Regions from separate parts of the Drosophila melanogaster genome. Here region 1 is linked to region 2. Evidence: chromatin contacts called from public Hi-C data. All regions are on one chromosome and are shown on one strand. Each heading gives the region's core, a stretch centred on a gene start, on an enhancer-like site or on the middle of the called end of the contact. The rest is flanking DNA. Distances are from core to core; before and after follow the strand shown. Region 1 overlaps fipi (factor of interpulse interval). Region 2 overlaps tutl (turtle).

Region 1 (6,149 bases), core at 2,225-4,724, 490 kb before region 2:
GATCTGTTAATGGATTCTCCGCCTGCGGAAGGTCAACTGTTAGCCGGTGAGACCGGTGTCGGAAATGCCAGCTAATACGGCCAGTATTTACACAGTGGAAAAGTGGAAGAGCACACATATAAATAAATAAATATAACTTATCTTACATTCAATGATTTAACCCGCCTTTGCTTTCATCGATTACGATTTGTTCTATTAAATCTTAACTAAAGGAGCCCTGCATTTGTTTAGTGCAGAATCAATAAAATCCACAATGTTTAATTAAAGTAAAAGCTTCGGTGGAATGACTTTCAGTCAGTAATAATAACCCAATTAATATTTGACTTAAATTTCAGTCATTCTGCACGACTGACATTCTGTAATATTCTGTAATGCTCATCCATTTAAGATCGGAAATTTAATCATTTGCACCTTGTTGGCACAGCAACAAAAAACTCCTCGACAAACTCTAGCAAATTTTCCACAAGAACATGTTGCCATAAGCGAATTCAAAGGACATCCGGAAGCTTGTTCAATCAATAAGCGACTCTCCATAGGATAGCAAATGCGTTTAATGTGTTTAGCAGGACTACCTTTTTGAGTTTTCCGAGAAATGGGGGCTCTGATGAAGGCCCATCGACAGCTGAAGTGCTCCATGGGCTGGTGATTGAAGTTGCACAATGGCGTAGCAGTCAGTCACCGGCTATTAGACGGCCTTCTGCCATGTTCTGAATGTCCTGGATGTCCTGGACATTCTTCGCTCCTCGCAGCACAATCGGTGCGGGTCCTTTGCTTAGGCGATGCGCATTGTTTGTCCGCCCAGAGGGTGACAACTCACTGAAACTCACCCGGTGGCCAGTGTCTGGCGTCCAGTCCTTGCAATCTGGACACCATCTCTCTTTCGTCCTTTTTTGTGACGCCGGGCATGCAGATGTCGCCTGCTTAATGCCGTCATGGTGCTTTGTAAACCTGCAACAGTAGTGCAGTTGGTTCCGAAAAAGAAGCAATCTTGCGTAAAGCGAACGGAGGCGAGAGCACTTAAAGCATTGTCCCTTCATCCGCTTTAAGGGACATGTCCCCCCCCAGTCCATTGTCTATGCATGCAATTTTCACTTTGGCCCGATGCGTGTGCTCGCCGTGAAATATGCACACGCTTAAATTGTTAATCATACGCAGCGTGGACCGTTGCAGTTTCCTGTCGCGCTCAACCAATTCCGCAGAGAGCTGCTCGCAAGTCCTGCTGTGAGGTCGGCACTCAAAGAAATTATGGCAGCGAAAAAAAAAACGCAATTCTTTTTACATTTATGTGACAAAAAAAAAATAATGAAATTGAATTTCGTGAATTTAAACTGCTAGCAGTTGCATTTAAAAGAAAGAAGAGGATCCCTTTAGAAGACTTCTTTCAATGGCTAAAATCGCAGCTAACTTTGAGCCGGCAATCTCTTCCAATTATAAGCATTTTGTGAGCTGCTTTTGGGGCGCTTTGATGTTTCAGCCAGTTATCGGGGCAACTTTCGTCCTGCGGCTAATGAGCTGCCTTTGGGGCAAGTTGAGGCAACTTGATCGCCTCCCTGTGGCGTTGCGATGTCAAAGCCTAATGCCATTACCATGCCTGATTACAGTAATTACTGGCCAAAGTGGCCCGCCAAAGTTCACTGCACCGCAAAGTGAGCGCTGCGTTAGCTCATAGTTGTCTAGACGCGAACAATGACAAGCCAAATTAATTGGCAAGTATATGACAGGACAAAGGAGATTGCGCATACTTTTGATTGGCGAATTGATCGCTGGCGGATGGTCATTGAACCCAGTTAACATATTAACAACAGAGTGCCCAATAGAATTTTAATGGCATTGAAAACTAATTATAGTGCCCCGCCCCTCCTTAAAGCTGGTAATCCTCTTATGCGCTTCTCAGAATTAATTAATTCAGCTCGAATATGCCCCCTGGGTGATGGTGAAATGGGAAGTGCGCACATTAATAATGCTAAAACAGTTGTCATGTTGTGAAATTTTCGCTGCCTTCGAGGCCCCGGGAAGACATCGGTGATGGTGTCCAAATAATGTGATATTATCGTGCAATTGTACACAATATTCGTTGGCTAATTATTGGTCAATTACTACATAATACATTAGCATTAATGTTTGTCAGCTGTCTTGTATAAGTTTGATATGCCAGCCATATCAATTTCACACTCTATTATCCAAAAATAAAACAAACAGCATTTGTGTTTATCTACGCTGATTTGCGAATTTGGATTACACACTCAAGTGGAAATTCTAAACGGCTTTGTTAATAAATACGCAGGATTGAGAATTCATTTTAATGTGTCTTGAAATACTTTGAAAATGAAGAAGTTCTGAGACTATGACTTGTGAGTAAAGAGTTAATTTTACATTTTACAACTAACTACAATTAGTTTTCTGCAGTTTCCATATGGCTACTTATTTAGCTTATTAACAGACTTATTGCTTTTGTTTATGTTAATATTTAATAATTCAAGAGCTAAAAGCTTTATTCTAGCCTTAGTCTTATGAAATTAAAATGAAAAAAAAAAAACTGTGTACGCCATTCTTTTCTGTCAGTTAAGCGCTTTTCTTAACTTTGTGTGTTAACTTTTTTCCGCGGTCGGGTTTTTGCGGCGAATTTACACGCGCAGGTGTGAAATGTAAATGCGGCAAAGTTGAGTTGAGTCGAGTTAAGTTGAAGCGACTGGCAGGCACACAGGCACACAGAAACACATACACATTCGTTTTTGGTTTTGGCCCTGGCGCGAACTTTAATTACTTTGGCCAAAGTTAAAGGCGTGTGCAAGTTACTCGTATAACTTTTTAATTAGTTGCCTGCCATCGCATTTGCCTTCGCAGCAATCAACGCGTCAGCAATCGGCACCAGCACGTCCTGCAGCCACTGAGTATGCTGTTCTGACTCTTCTGGTTGGCAAGGGGGTCAGGGGGTTGGGGGGTCAGAGGTCACGAGGTGGTGCTGAACATCTAAACGGCTGTCCTCCGCAGAACTTTGCTTTACACGATGTTAACATGCAGGGGAAAGTGCAATGCAAATAATAATGAAGCCATTTGATGGCTGACAGCTGTGGCATCTTGAACTTGGTTGCATATATAGCTTAAACTTGTTCAGAAAGTCTTTTTTTTTAAGAAAGCCAGAATATTATCCTTTATGATTTAATAATTTATTTAACAGAATATTTCTGAAAGACATCATGCAACGAGCATATTTATACACCCTGAATTCTCTTAAAACAACAGTGGGCCACTCTGTCATCTCTGCAGGAGAACTGGATCCTATCAAGAGTGTCCCCTCGGTGTCAATAAAACGAGGAGCTCGCTCCTCGGACTGACAGTTGCAACAGCATGATGACATTGTGGACGCCGATGGCGGCAATATGCGTGATTTATTTATACGGGTACGACACTGACGTAACCCGCCGTTATGACCATGCTCCTTAATCAAGTGTGCGATATGCATGGTGGCCCACTTGACGCCCACTTTCTCGGCCTTAATCAGTTGTGGTTATGATGGCCCACGGGCCTTGATGTGCAAACTCACCGAAAGCCGGCTAATTTGTAGCTGCTGTCTATGCGGTGCATTATTGGATTACGAGCTGCAGGGGGGGGCGTGGCATTGGGTGGGCGCAATGGGCGTGTCTGAAGTGAATATAAATAAGCCTTAACTCGCTTTCCATCCGGAGCACGAGCCACGCAATTGCGAATGTTTTATGCAATTCGGCGTAAAACAAATCACATACGCAGCACACATGAAAGCTCAATGGAAAAGCAATTGGAGGTTCCGGGAAAATTACGATGGAGGTAAATACACTTTGCCAAGGGGATTCAAAGGATACAGCAAGACGTAGCTTACAAGCGACTTAAAAACGTTAAAATACGTTCAAGAAGAATACCATTATCGGTGCCAAATGAATCTTTAATATATATAACTCACTGAATTTAATCTTTGAAGTGAAACTATTCAAGATATATGAACTTATAAATCGATTTACTTTTTGACTCAATGTGTATGCATTAGGATAATAAAATCAAAAAAAAAAAAAAAAAGAGTATCGCAATGATTGCCAACTTTAGTTTACGCAGCGAATCCTCAGCGAGTGCGTACGTGTGCAAGGGCTAGTCAATCAATCAGCCATTCAAGCCATTTAGTCAGTCAATCAATCAGAGCGCCGGCATTGGACGTGAGCGTCATTCTAATCGAGAGTCATTTTTTAATGCGCCCTCTGGAAATGTTTCAGTTGCACAGACCACTTTAAATCGAAACTTAAGTCTACACCTACTAGACGAATTTAACAGCAGTCAATAGAAAGCTCAGTTTAACTAAACATAAGCAAGATAGCATGCTAGCACTTAAGTTTAGTTAGAGATCTGTTCAGTTTAACCTTGTTCCCAGCAGCAGGTAAATTTTGCTGACCTCTTCTAGGTGTTCATATCGGTCACATTTGCCTGGTAAACGGCAACTGCTAGGATTATGAAATCTTCATGTGCAAATTATGAAGCCATTGCCAGGCCCCAAAGTCAAATCCTTGCCCGAAAACAGACTCCAGGCACTGCCTTCGAGCATCTCCAACTGAATATCCCTGCCGCAAAGTGCCCGGCAAACATATAAAAGTGTCCCACAAACGAGATATGCTATATGCACACCGCACAAGCCTCTGAATTGTTCCTTTTAAGTAGTAAAAAAAAATGGAAGGAGCATTATAAGATTATCCACACATTGCAAATGAAATACCCTTGAAAGATTGGTTGTTCTTGTCCAAGGAATTGAATTATCCAATTTGAAAAATAAAATCAGTTAAAGTAAATATTGTAGTTTTACTTTCAAGACCAGTAAAGATAATGGTAAGCTTAAGATATTTAATAAAGTACAAAATGCTTTAGCTAAAACCACTTTTTTTGTTTCCATTTTCTTGAGTGTTTGCTAGCAAAGAGAGGGTATCTTTGGGTGCGAAATAAGTTGGATGTCAGCAGCAGATCTGAGATGGTGAAAGGCCACAGAGCCCCGGACTCGAAATTGGGATCGGAGGGGAGGGAGCAATTGAAATGGCATTAACATTTAGCAAACGGCAATGGCATAAGATAGCAAAATGCCAGTGACGCAGCTGCACTTGGCCAAAATCAAACAATTTCGTTGAGCGTCTGCGAAAATTGCACGTCTGCAGCAAGTCGCACTGAATGCCATTAGGGGGCTGGAAACTCGGTTTAAATTCGAGTTTTAGTTGCCAGTCGAGAATTCAGAATCGTGAATTGAGAGTTGGGTGCACGTTTCGATTCGTTCCGTTGGATTTCATTTGATTTGCCGCCTCAATTGCGCACTTTTGTGCGGTCCAAGTCAAATAGTCAATGACAGTGGTGGCGGTGGCAGTGGCAATGGCAATGGCGATGGCTCAAACAATTCCTCTTTGCCCGGCACACAATCACTCGAATATTGAGTTTTAATTTCCGGCACCATTTTGCCATGCTGCTATGTCGACATCTGCTGCCGCAGGATATTAAAAATGAGTTGCATTTTTGTGCGCCGGCATTAGAAGCCGTGCACTTGATTTGCATTTGCTGTTGGCGAGCGATTTGATTCCTCAAGTAACACTAATGAACTCAAAGAAACTCCAAGGTTCCATGGAATTTATTCAAGTTGATGTGCAGTAAATAACTGGTGCATTGCATTGCATAGCCACAGTCTGCAGGTAATGCCAAACTTCCGGACAAAGAGCCGTACTCCTGCCATTTCGCATGCTACTTCATTAAAAGCGTGGCGGGCCAAAAGGGGTACCAACTATGCACTACCTACACATTTTTGCCCGGGGATCCGGGCAACCGGAAAGGGTTCGCAAAACCATCAAGCCTGTGGCCAGGCCAACTGACCGAAAACCATTATTAAAGTCGAGCAGCTTAAAAATATGCATTGCAGGGCGGCAACCACAGCACAAAAACAGAGCACAATGGGTGCAGCTTTCGGGCGAACACTGCGTATACGTAACATATTGCTCTCCGGCCATTTAAATGTATTTATGCAAACAGCAGCCACAACAGCGGGGCGTTGACTGCCTGCACGGAAAAGCATAGAAGAGCAGACAACCCACTCAGCAAATTGTCAAAAGCTGCTTACTGTTTTCCATACTGCAAAAGAGCAGTTGCTGAATAGACAT
Region 2 (6,326 bases), core at 3,785-6,284:
AAGGCAATTGTTCGGGCAGGCAAACCGCTCTTGATTGGAACGTTGTCCGGCAAAAAATCAACTTAATGCGTTTTGCATTAATTCCCCTACCAGCTCTCGTCCTCGCAGATGGGGAAAAAGCCTGTCAAGGACTTGGTCTCCAGCTACATGACGTCTTTGTTAGCCGCTCTCCAACAGACACTCAACCAGTCAGTCACTCACTCATACACTGAATCACTCACTCACTCGCTGGGTCGCTTTATGCACTCTTTGCTTGTTGACTTTGGCATTTGCATAAATTTATGTTAACTTGGCCAGCTTTGGCAGACTATTTGCATCGACACTCAGCCTCCAGCCTCCGTTTTCCGGCTTCCGAAAAAATACAGAGCACAACATCAGGAGCGACACAAAAACAATAACGACAACGACTTGATGGGGTTGGCAATGGGTGATTACGTTGAGATGCCTGCACGGAGACAAAAGAGTGATAAGTTATGGAGGATCCCATAAGAAGAAGTCACCATTGAAAGTACTTGAAACTATGCAGCATTACTTTTGCTTAATGAAGTTCGATAATTGCCTTTAAGATACCCTTTTGAATGACCAACGAGCTAATGGTAATTGCAAGTTTTTTCTTTCTGTGCACACTGCCAAGGCACTTGTTCGTCTATTGCCCTTTGATAATGTTGCAGGCATGTCGCCGAGAGCCAAGTGAAGTACTCGACGGTAGCAGGAAGTCAGGAAGCTAGAATGTCAAAGTAACCGCGTGTGTTTCGCCTCTGTCGCGCCTTTTAATGGCGTTAACATGCAAAAGTGGTTTCATTATTCCATTTAGAATGTCCTTCAGCCAAAGGCAGACGTTTTCCCATACCCAAGCCTCGTCCACTTCACTAACCACCCACCCACCCAACGCCACCGAGCACTTGACACGAGTTTTGGCTTGAGCTATTCAGCGAGGCGCATTTTGTTTTCATTGATTTGAGCCAAGTTTAGAGGCCTTCGAGAAACTTATTTGGCTCTTTCCCCATCGGGGCAGGGTCACGCCCCTCCCTGAAAATCCATGGACCTGCCGTTGACCTTTCGACCGTTTTGCAAAGTGGCCATTGCGCTGCCATGGCAAAGGAATCTCAAGCGGTTTTTCCAATTTTCGGCTAAATTAAATTTAATTAATTCACTCGACGAGCTCGCAACGAAGAACGTCACGGTACATTGAGCGGAGCCAGTGGCAACTTTTAATGTCCTGCTTCGGCAGGACAGAAGGGACTATCAGGAAATAGCGCAGAATATTCGACTGTTTAGACGAAAGCGGAAGTTCACAAAAGGTTCTGTGACGGGCAGTTAACCTAAGGCATTCCAAAGAAATTTTCAAAGTTCTAGATAACCATCATCCTTAAGATCGGAGTCACGTAACTAAATTTGGCCAAAAACGTAGTAAAAGTATCATTTAAGTTACATTTAAGCGCAGATTCTAAATTCTCTTTGATTTTATACTGGAATCTCTATAACGGCTATCGTAAATGGTTTAAGCCAGTTATTGAAGCTCACAATCACGAATTATTGTATTTTAGGGCCACCTATTGTGCTGGCCACGAATGGGGAACGAATAAATCAAGAGGCCTAAACAAAAGCTCCACTCTCTCTTTTTTTGGCCAATGGCCACTGGCTTGCCGGTCGGAACTCGGTGCTCGATGGCCGGTGCTGCTGTCAACTAATTGCCAAATGTAATCAGCTTTGGGCGCACGTAAGCCGCTTATTGTGCGCCATTAAATTTTCCCGAGCGCCGAGCAGTGAACACCAGATAAAAATCAAGTTCCACACATGCGCATTTTTCGCCCCACAGCTGATGAAAAGAGCAATAGGAGCGTCGTCGTCCATCAAATTTTCATATGAAATTTTTGGCCACGCATAGTCGAGGCTTTCGAGCGATTTTATTAAGCAACTCGATTGCATTGCACTCACCTGGAATATTGTGCGCCTGGGCATTTTTCGCTAGAAGGGCCAGCAATGAGACCAAAACGAACTGGAGCACCTGTATCGTTGGCGTTGGCGTTGACCCTTGACCCCTCCGGATGGGAACGCAGATGGAGCTGCCTTCTGCCCTTCGTCGGCTTCGTCTTCTCCTCGTCGTTTTCACTGTGAATGCTGCCGTTTTCGCTGGCGATGCCGTCAGCGTTTTGCTAGCGGGAATCGTCGTTGTCGTTGTCCTGTCAATGTCTCCTCGACACTTGGAAGCACGCTGCTCTGGGATCTCCAAGGGCTGGGATTGCTGCTGCTGCTCCTTCGATTTCTCGGTGTTGTGCTGGGTGCTCAATGCCCGACACCATCGATGAGACCCGAGGTCCGCGCACACGCCCATGCCTCTGTTCCCATAGTTCGACGCCGCTCCTAACGTATCCTTCTCACCGGCAGTGGCGTCATCTGGAAGAGGGATTGGAGAAAGAAGGGGGAGATTCTGTCAGTGGGATTGCATTGTCGCTGCTGGATTGCGGTAAATGTTGCCATCAATGAACGCCTTGCAGTCGCACCTGGCTGCACTTGATGAAGCTGTCACGTTCCTCAGCCGTCATCCATCACAGCCGTCAGTGTCAGACGTCAAGTGTCACCAGGAATCCTCCCAAGCCACCCACATTCCCCACATCCCCATTTCCGCTTGAATCTGGATCAACTCACCCACCTAGAACAACCATTTATCAGATACTTATGTACAAGTTTTATCCTAAAACCCTTTCAAAACAACTATAAACTTGTTTTATATTAGCTGTATCAGTTTCTAATATTTATAATGTCCTACCAGCGGCTTTCTTGCCAAAAACCTCTCACCGTCTTACAAGAAGTTTTCTCTGCAGACAGGTAGACCTTATCGACCATCTTGGACAACCTGAAACAGCGTCCTAAGCGCCGTTGACAAATTAATAAACAAAAGTTTTCCATTTCAACACTTCGGGCGTGTGTGTGTGTGTGCGCCACACACGTCCGTGAAATTAAGCAGCTAATATGTTGTAGCTACAACTGATAAGGACACCACTTAGCAGATTGAGATGGGGGTGCTGGTGTTGGTGCTATACCCAACAAAAGAGCGGCCCAGAAACTTACAAGGCTCCTCCTATACAAATAGAGCAAACTTTTCCTCGGCTGTTTGGCTGTTTGGCAATAAAACTTTGCGTTTTAATGTAAAACTCGTGTTGAAAGTCGATAGAAGAATGGTGGGGTGGGCTACGTATTTGTGTTGCCTTTGTTCGATAGTTTTCCGCCCGGTACTTTATCTCAGAATCGTGATCTGGGGCCCATTTTTTGGGGACCGCTGCAGTTAATTGAAATGGCAGCCGAGCGTTTATTTTATGAGTCGCCGCCCACACAAATATGCAGTATGAAATAGGTGAGGTTTAAGGAAATTCCCTGTCATTCTCGGTGGAGAACAAAGCCAGAAATGTGCTTTTAATTAAATTATTCGGAATGCGTTAAACGGAATTCGCTCAATTCGTACAAAATGAAACTTTCTGTCTCCGCTTTTCCCGGACTCTACGCCATTACATGGCCACGTAGATATAAGCAGCTGCCGTAAAACTCCCCCGCACAGAAACACAGAAAAAGCCACAGCAGCCACCCACCCACACAGACATTTTAAATTGCAGGCAAAGCATTTTTGTAGCGATTTTCATTCCTGAAGGGATGCCAGAGGAAAAACAAGATGAAGGGTGAAAAGCCTTTGCTTTTTCCTTACTCAATGTTGTCACTGCAATTAAGTAACTCGAGCAAAGCTTTCCCCCCCCCCCCCCCAGGATGTGTTTGTATGTGCGAGGAAAGTTTCGTGGCTGACAGAGCTGTATAAACGTCATTAGTGCCATTTTAATGCATAACTTAATACATCCGGTGAGAGAGTGGCGAACAGAATAGTACACACACAAGCACACACTAACACACATACACACACGCACTGGGAGTCCATGTGCGTTGAATTTAATCCTTTCTGGCATGACATGTAAAATTTTAATAACGTCAAGGTTTGTGGAGCATTATTAAAACTTTTTGCGCTGCCAGCGCCATTATGACAAGTTTATTAAAACGAAATTTATTTATAGAGCGCACTCGAATCCCTCAGCGCCACTGGGCTCGTCCTGCGGCCCACATCCACCTACATATCATCCGCCCTTTTGCAAACCACACCCAAACTAAGAGCCCAGGCAACAAGCAAGCAGCAAAAATCGCATTAAGTGTGCGGTGCCCGTTCGTCCTGTTCGCCACAAAAAAGGATGCACGGGCATGGGCACACAGGCACAGCCAAAATAGAACAAAAGCCGGAAAAATGATTTCCCTTATGACTGAATTTTCATTACCGAAATGCCCGCCATGGCGTATGATTTCATTTGTAAATCAGCTCAAGTTGAGCTGTGGGGACAGCCGGCATACCAAACAATGACAAATCAGCAAACGAATTGCATTTGCTGATACCCCAGGACCAGAAAGGACGACAAGGAATGAGTAGAAGGACAGGGGGCCAGCCCATCGTGCACTAAATCAGTTGATTGGTTCGCCCCCCTCTCATTGCCATTTTTGTTTTTGTGTGCTATGCTGGTTGGTGTGCCATGAGACCCATAACTGAATTGTCGGCCACGTCGATGTCATTAAAATGTGTGTGTGTGTGTGTGTGTGTGAGTGCCTCTTTCCCACGCACCAGCATTCGTCACGAAGCCCGCTGCACATTCCCATACACTCGGAAAAAAATGTATCTTATCTTAACGTATCAACCTTTTATCTAATACGAATTATACAAACCCATTTTTAAGTAACAAACCCTTGTTTAAATCGCTAAAATCTCAATATTCCTATTCCTAAAAAATGCCCTTTGCTCATAATTTTGCGCTCAGTGTAGTTCTCCATGTCCGCCGCCTCCTCGCACGGCGGCCATTTTATTTTCGACCCATGCGGTGGCAGCACTTTATGGCATCCGCTTCCGCCGCCGTTTGCTGGTGCTTTTTGGTTGGCTGCACACACGGCGCAGAATTGAGGATTCGGGATTCCGCCGTAAACACAGCCACCACATCTCCGTTGCGGATCTTCCGTCCACGGACGACGGGCTACTTGGCGCTCATTTGCATTGCGTTCTGGGGATTGCTGATGATGGATGGGGTCGGCCAGGTTGGCGGGCAGCAGAGGCACTTTTAATTAAAAACCCTCGCTGCTGGCCAACCGAAACTGGAAGCCGCAAATTATTTTCACTTGACTCACACATGGCTAAGAATTGCCACGCCCCGCACCGCCCAACGACCTCTAAACCCTGGACCGCAGCCCCTTTGGTTTCAGAAACTAATTAAGCATGTTGTGCGCAACAACTTGGCATCAGGACGGGCACCAGACTACAGCTCATTGCACTCCAATAAAGCCGAGTGCCTAGTCTACGGACCTGGGAATAAGGACTCCGGACCGAAGAGTACGGACTTATTCACGGACTTGTCGCTGCCACACCCCAAGAAATTTCGACAGGCCCTCGGCTTCTTGTTTTTGCCCCAAGTGCTGTGTATGTATCTTGGATGTGTGCCTTTGGCGCAAAACAACACAAATTTTACAACTTTTGCACACTGCGTTGAAAACTGCTAAGAAGAGGGCCATTTCGTGTGCGAGTTTTCCATCCTTGCACAGGAAGAAAAGAACCTTTAATGAAATATACAAGTATAAACTTTAAGTGCTGTATACTATTGTATTAAACACCTGCACAAGTGATTTTTAAAACCTAGTATCCACTAATTTTTGTGTTTACAATGTAGCTTCGTTTTTAGTATCACTCATACGCAGCGTGTCACGCCTTGAAACATTAATGAAATGGAACGCCCCTTGCCACTTTACATTCTCCGCTTGTTTGGATTACAATTGGGGAATGAACCCGTAGGCTATCCGTCCGTAAGCTTGTTAGCGAAGTAGAAAAACCGGAGAGGGCCTGAATAAGTAGGCCAAAGCGAGAGAACAATGGAACCAGTTGCAATTCCCGAGCTGCATTGACAGTGCTCGGCAATTTGGAGCAGCTATTATGGCAGAGAACCACTTTCATTCGATTATTCTTTAACGTTTTTTTTTTTTTCTTTCTTTTTCCAACCATCCAGCGTCCAACATCTTTGGCTATTTTTCAGCTAATTCCTGGCAAGATATAGGGCCATAAAGAGAACTGCTATCACTTAATCTAATGAGTTTTACCTTCCCGCCGCGGGCAATTAGACCAAGAATGGCCATAAAAGTTTGAAAAACAGCAGCGGGCGCAGGCTAAGTCAATATATCATTAGGCACTTGTGCGGCTGGCTAAATGATCTAAAAAATGCGGCCAAATAGACTGTGGCCAAGTTTTTCGATGGGCCATG

What was found. Hi-C and Micro-C count contacts between places; a contact is called where the count stands out from the background.
Region 1: a contact with region 2 is called in a Hi-C map of the Kc167 cell line, with 1.9 times the contacts expected there. The contact joins two enhancer-like sites. A contact is called at or near these places in 3 of 107 Hi-C or Micro-C datasets (the Kc167 cell line, the ML-DmBG3-c2 cell line and gut).

Annotation. Positions count from the first base shown.
Region 1 is chr2L:4,777,321-4,783,469 of dm6, reverse strand. All of the region lies in intron 1 of fipi (factor of interpulse interval), which reads left to right. Among named protein-coding and RNA genes, the nearest start is that of fipi, 14 kb to the left of the region's middle. Within about 2 kb of position 3,474, at least 3 of the 39 cell types and tissues checked have an H3K27ac peak or open chromatin away from gene starts, as enhancers often do.
Region 2 is chr2L:4,291,234-4,297,559 of dm6, reverse strand. It overlaps tutl (turtle), which reads right to left. Exons shown (of 13, transcript NM_001273091.1): 3 at 1,939-2,397. The coding sequence starts at 2,335. Among named protein-coding and RNA genes, the nearest start is that of tutl, 11 kb to the right of the region's middle. Within about 2 kb of position 5,034, at least 10 of the 39 cell types and tissues checked have an H3K27ac peak or open chromatin away from gene starts, as enhancers often do.